Linked DNA regions of Gossypium hirsutum: region 2 is linked to region 1. Evidence: chromatin contacts called from public Hi-C data. All regions are on one chromosome and are shown on one strand. Each heading gives the region's core, a stretch centred on a gene start, on an enhancer-like site or on the middle of the called end of the contact. The rest is flanking DNA. Distances are from core to core; before and after follow the strand shown. Region 1 has its middle 13 kb from the start of LOC107897849. Region 2 holds the start of LOC121203552 (choline-phosphate cytidylyltransferase 1).

Region 1 (3,084 bases), core at 471-2,970:
GGCTGGCTTTACTCGGCCCGCAATCTTTTATAGACCAAAACATTGACATGTATATTTGAAGGGAAAAAGCGATCATAGTTTGAGAGTAGAAAAAAGATTGCAAATATAGAAATTTAAAATTTAAGCTTATTTAACATGGAGTTTTAATAAAAATGGGAACAAACTAATGGATTGCAAAACTAAAGTTGGCTGCCTGGGAAAATGCCCCTACCACTGTGGAATATTAACAAGCTAAGCTCAATCAACTAAATTACATTTTATCCAGCATATAGATGGGCGACCTGCAGCACCAAAGTACACCTTATCTTTTAGTTCGCCCTCATTCTCATTTTGTTCTTCATTGTTTCGTTTGACTTTAGTGTATTTTTTTTTAATGTTTATTAATATTATATTTTAAAAGTAATTAAAAGAAATTTTTTTTTTGGATAAATATACAACATTTACCGGAGCAAATCACCATCACTATCACTATTAACAAGTGGTTCTTACAATTCAATCTCACAAAGTGGATATGGAGCGAACAATTTTGGTGAATTAACTAAAAGTTGGGATTCAATTAAATGAAATAATCGAATTAAAATGGTTTTGAGTGATTAGGTTTTAAGCGATGGATTGCTAATACCACTCTCAATTGTTCACGCTTTATCTTTTAAATTTTAATATTCATAATTTGGCCTTTCGCTAGTTGTTTTATTTTTTAGAATACAACTCCAAATAAAAAATGGGTAAAATTTAAATTATTACTTGATTTATAAAAAAGATAAAAAGATAATCTTAAATTAATGATAATATATTATTGGATATGATATAAATAAGTGAAGAGATTTGAATAAGGGATAGGATTAATTATATGTCCCCAAATTATAGTCTAGATCTTAAATTAATCCTTAAGCTTATAAAGCGTTTTAATTGAGTTGTTTGAGTATTAATATTGCATCAATCATGTTTTTAATTCAGCCTAGTCATCATTTTTTAGTATTAAATGTTAGTTTGAATATGATGTAAACCATATTTAAAACACTTGGATCAAATTTTAAACATGTTTATACATATGACATGAATTACTTGGATCTAGAGTGTTAAAAATTTAATCCACGTGTTTTAAACATGCTACATGTCAGATCCAAGTTGGCATTTAATGGTTAAGCAAACATTAGGTTGATGGAAGAACCCATTGATACAATATTGAAATTTTGAGGACTTAATCAAAGCATTTTTAAAATTTAGGGGACTACTTTAAAATTTTAACTATAATTTGAGTATGTTTAATATAATTAACCCTAAGGATATATATAATATACTCCTATTATATATTTATGTCTTATTAATATATTAGGTTATAATATCTTATTAAAATTTTAAAAAAATAAGTTTTACTTTATACAATTAAAAAAAAAAAGGTTATATAAATGCTAGTTACTATATTTTGTTGTTGTTAACATCTTGGTTGAAGGCTTGTAGAACTTATGCTCTAGGATGCTCTAATGCTAATCTCAAAATACGATAAATAATAGAGTAATCGCGATGTCTTTGGTGCTTTGATTGTTTTTAGATATGTGGGGATTAACACATGATTAGTCGGGGCATTTGTCCTTGATCCGTCAAGATTGTGCCTTCAACCTCTTTGTTTAGTCTGTTAACTGACTATCCTCAAGTGTCATTGCTAGGTTTTAACAACTTCTTGTTATCTACTCATATTTATTTGTGGGATTTGGGCCTTCTAACCTGTTGATTGTCTTGGGCTTTGAGCGTGAGCTCTTGATTGATGTAACAATGTCAGGTAGGTTAAAAAGAGGACTTGCTGCAAATTATGAATTGACCCTGTCTTGTTTGAACAAAATTCTTCTGCTCTTTTTGTCCCTCAAAAAAAAAATTCTTCTGCTCTTTTTGGTGTCCCTCCAACCATTTTCTGCCACGTGGATTATAACTTTTAGACTTTAACTTAAAAGATATAAAATATTCTTTTTTTTTTTAAATACACCGAACTTCTTATTAAATAGGCAAGATTTATTTTAGGTCAAGTTATGGTTATAGTCTTTTTGTTCTATTTAAATTTAAATTTTCGAATTTATACTTTAATTTGATTCATGTATTTTTATAATATCATTAGTTAGTTAAAATAGTTGACATACTTAATTTTTTTAGTAAAGATGTTGAGGTCGAATTTCTCTTAAAAATACACATCCCAATTTATCATGCCAAAAATAGGTTTTTTGTGTGTAAGTATGCTAGAAATGTGTTAAAAATTCATATCATTTTAACCAACAAGACATTAACTATTTGGACTAACTAATATCATTGCAAATGTAAAAGATCATAATATGTTAAATTAAAAGATAAGTTCTAAATCCCAAATGTGAACATAGTAAAAGGATAAAAAACTGAAATTTTACCATCATGAGTTGCGACGCGCGTAAGTGAAAGAAGCCCTTCGAGCACTTACAGTAATGAGCCCTTAGGACATTTACATATGAAATTTAATTTTAAACATGAGATTTTATAGAATACCTATTTTTGGACACTTTATTGTATCATTGAAATAACATTGAAAGAAAAAACAGCACCACAAATCTAGGTGGTGATTAAATCAAATTAAAAACATAATAGAAAACTTAGAAGCACAAATCCTCCCTAGGAACTTGGAACACTACTTACTAAGAAATACATTAGCACATCTTGCCATGCCTCAATATATCTTTACGGGGAAACTCGAAATTTTCGACAATTATAACTTCTTGTCATGAGATGAACATGATGTTATTGTCCAAAAAGGGGTACTATCCTTATGCTGGACACTGGAATCCTGGAGGTGGAGTCTTGCCACAGTCGATGAGGACCTGAAGGCCAATTGGTATTATGATATTGATGTTTAAAAGCTTGGCCTTGATTGTGGTACAAAGACAGATAGCAGCATCCAAGTCTAGCAACCCTTGAAGCACTGGGCAACATGTATCCTTGGCGCTGCTGCCGATACCAATGTGCACTAAGCCACCTAACACATCAACACATGCGCCTAGCTTGAGAGTGTCAATCGGGCATGTTTGCTGTGCCGGGGGTGGTGGATATAGCAGAGGTGGTGGTGGT
Region 2 (3,350 bases), core at 766-3,265, 140 kb after region 1:
CAAATTAAGAATTGTTTAAAACTTCACGTCAGCATGCTGTGTATGCACATGCTCCATAATCCAAGGAAAGCTTAAAAGAAAAAATTGTGCTAAAAATGCTAAAAGTATCATGGGAAAATTGTCAAGAAAACCAAGACAAGAAGAATTTCAAGTACGTCCACCGCCCCATGAAGTTCTAAAATGTATGCATTTACCTTCCAATGAACTTGTAGATCTAAATCATTAAGCATTAGAGTGAAAAATAATTGAACAAGATAGTGATGGCATGAGGGGCCATACCTTTTCTCCTACCCTTTCTTGGTGTTCCTTTACTTTTTCACGTAGCTTCTTCAATCTCATGTTCACTCTCAATCTCTTTTCCTGTAGGAACATCAACAAAGAAACACTGATAATAAAAAGGGTGAACACTGTTGTGATTTGGACATTTCCCGCATAGCATCCATTTACTTTTCTTTCTTCATTTTCTAGATTGTACCTCAAGGTAAAGTTCCATTGTCACAAGGGATCATTCAATACCGTACCTTTACAAAGCTAACTCCAAGATCTTTCCTCGAATATCCACGGTCCAAGTTACGTATCACATACTGGTTATAATCTTTAATAATTCTCATTATAATATCTGACGTTGAAATCCCTTCGGTTCGTTGAGTTTCCTTGAACTTTCCGGCAGCTTTAACCTAGGAACAAGAGCCCACTTTAATATAACACAGTTTAAAAAAGCACCAATTGTTATAATTAAGTACAAATAAGCGTCTCAATTAACTCACAAACTCATACACATCATTCGCAGCCCCACTGGCATCAGCATAGCTGTAAAAAGGATTTATGGCAAAGTATAAAGACTACATGAACAAATGAATGGCAAGTATTTATATGTTTTTCGGCAACTAAAAGTCTTAGATGTGCAATGTAAAACAAATATAGAGTAGTTTTGTGCAATGTAAAACAAATATAGAGTAGTTTTGTGCAATGTAAAACAAATATAGAGTAGTTTTGTTTCTATATCTTTCTTAACAATGCAGCATTCACCATGAATGAATTAGTGTCAAAGCAAGCATCCTTACGGAAGGGAATCATGAGCCACATAGTCAATATTGTATGCATCAAGAAATTCTTGATTGATCACCCACGGTGCATCAGGAATGACTTCATCAACCCACCTATGAGAAATGAATAACAAATAAGACAAAGTCACTTCCTTCAACTGCAGAAAGATAAATTGATTAAAATTGTGCTTCACATTCACTATTTCCCTTTGAATTCAAAAGATTTACAACTGAAATATTCTTCGAAACAAGCATCACGGGTGAGTTCTTTTCTTTTTTAATGGTTTTCAATACAATAACTAGAACAAGTTGAGAGTTATAAAAATAGAAAGAAGTAAAACCTGCAATGGCGAAGGGATTCATAGCGCTCTGCTTCGGTCATAACAGTTTTACCTTTATACTTGTGGGTTGTTTCATCATTGCAACATCCAACCAATAAATATGTATTGGGAAACCTAAAAGTTTCAAAAAAAAAATATTATTTCTGCTGCAAATAAACAAATATCTTTCACAGGAAACAAAATGCCAAATAACTTCAAAAAAGGAAAAGAAAATCAGAAGAAAAGGCAGTGATGGAAAATTTTTATAGACACCCATTAATCAGTAGGAATTTCCAAAGATGCCCAGAAAAATATACAGATTAAACATTAAGTTAAGAAAGAGATGAGGGAGGCAAACAGACGATTTCTTGGCTTGTTCGAGGGAGCGAGCATGGCCGAAGTGGAAAAGATCGTAGATCCCATCAGCGCAGACGCGGACAGGGCGCTCGGAGTCGGGATAATGGGTGTTGTTATCGTTGTTCATGGTTGAGATGTTAGAAATGAGAAGAAAAAAAGGACAAATTTTATCAGAATAATTCATAAGTGTGGTAAATATAAATTGGATTACTGGTCTGGTGTGAAGGCAAAGAAAGGGGCTTCCATTTACGCCTCCGAATACGCGCTTCTTTCGCTTCTATTTTTGTAGTATCAAAAGTAAAACACAACTCTTACTGTTTTTATATATAATATTATTTTGTTCAATTCCTTTTCATGCTTCTTTCGTCACACACTTCAAAATTTTCTCTAATTCAATTAAAATACTTTTAATTAAATTAGATTCTTATGAGTAAGCTTTATGAAATATTTATAAAAGAATTAAAAATAAATAAATGAAGATTTGGTGGAAATTGTAAATTTGATCTTAATGTCTTGCCTTTGAATCTTTTTTATTTATGGATTTATTATGAGTTTAATTTTTCATAGATTCATATTTTTTTGGGCTTTTCTGCTTTTAGTTTATCACTCTAAATTTAATTAGTATAGGTTATATTTTCACTGTAAATTATTTTAATATTAATTTGACCTACAAATAATTTATAAGCTTTGAGAAAATTTTAGATTTATATTTCGAAGGTTCTTATTTCGAGTTTTGAGGTTTTATTTTATCTCCATATTTTTTATTCTTTATTTTTGTATCCTCTTTAGAGAGATTTTTTCACATAAAATATTTTTGTTCGATCTTTTCAATTTCTTCATCATTTTACTTGTTCATTCCTTAATCAAGTTTATCCCCACTAATAATAGTTGTTAATACTTTTTAACTAGAAATAATTTTTTTCAATTATTGTTGAATTCAAGTGATGTTTATTTGACACAAACACGTAATATTAACATCATCTCATGAATTAAAAGGTCCTAAAAATAGGCAAAAGCTTTGAAGACGCTCTTTCAAACAAAAATGATAATCCAACATTTGAAAACCTCCGGTCAAGGGAGGAAGATCCTTTAGATGGCAACGATGTAGTTTTGAATCACACGAAAGGCCATTGAGTTTCATTTCGAGACATGTTGCTAAATAGTTGGAACGGTAGGTAGAATTCTAAGGATAAGAATGGTTTTAATTTGCTTGAAGATGATGTCACAAAGGGGTAAATTAACCTTCAGTTAGGCTTTTAGAGAGAAATCATTTATGGAGAAAACAAATGTAACCAGAATACATGAAATAAAATTGGTTTTAGTATATTGTTGAATGAACGGTCAAACTAGAGAATGTTTATTACATGGTGAAATTTAAAGCATGTGGAGGATTATACGAAGGTGTTGTTATAGGTGCCATAGGTTATTTTTGGACAATATCTGGTCGTCGGGTCTTGGACTTCATTTTTTTTTAATGTCTCAGCCTTATCTGTTCAATGTGGTGGTTTAAATATAATTATTTATTTTATTAATAGAATTGTATAAAAAGAGTTTATTATGCGCGGTCGACCATATAATAGAAAAGGTGATAATATTGATAATACTAATAATGATAGTGGTGTAAGGG

What was found. Hi-C and Micro-C count contacts between places; a contact is called where the count stands out from the background.
Region 2: a contact with region 1 is called in a Hi-C map of leaf, with 4 times the contacts expected there. The contact joins the promoter of LOC121203552 here to the enhancer-like site in region 1. A contact is called at or near these places in 5 of 34 Hi-C or Micro-C datasets (all in leaf).

The regions. Positions count from the first base shown.
Region 1 is chrA11:20,302,696-20,305,779 of Gossypium_hirsutum_v2.1, forward strand. It overlaps the pseudogene LOC107895878. Among protein-coding and RNA genes, the nearest start is that of LOC107897849, 13 kb to the left of the region's middle. Within about 2 kb of position 1,721, at least 2 of the 9 cell types and tissues checked have an H3K27ac peak or open chromatin away from gene starts, as enhancers often do. A contact at or near this core is called in leaf, where this site is marked.
Region 2 is chrA11:20,438,464-20,441,813 of Gossypium_hirsutum_v2.1, forward strand. LOC121203552 (choline-phosphate cytidylyltransferase 1) reads right to left here and starts at 2,016. Exons shown (of 8, transcript XM_041081314.1): 1 at 1,729-2,016; 2 at 1,388-1,501; 3 at 1,065-1,160; 4 at 768-810; 5 at 522-677; 6 at 280-360. The coding sequence starts at 1,907.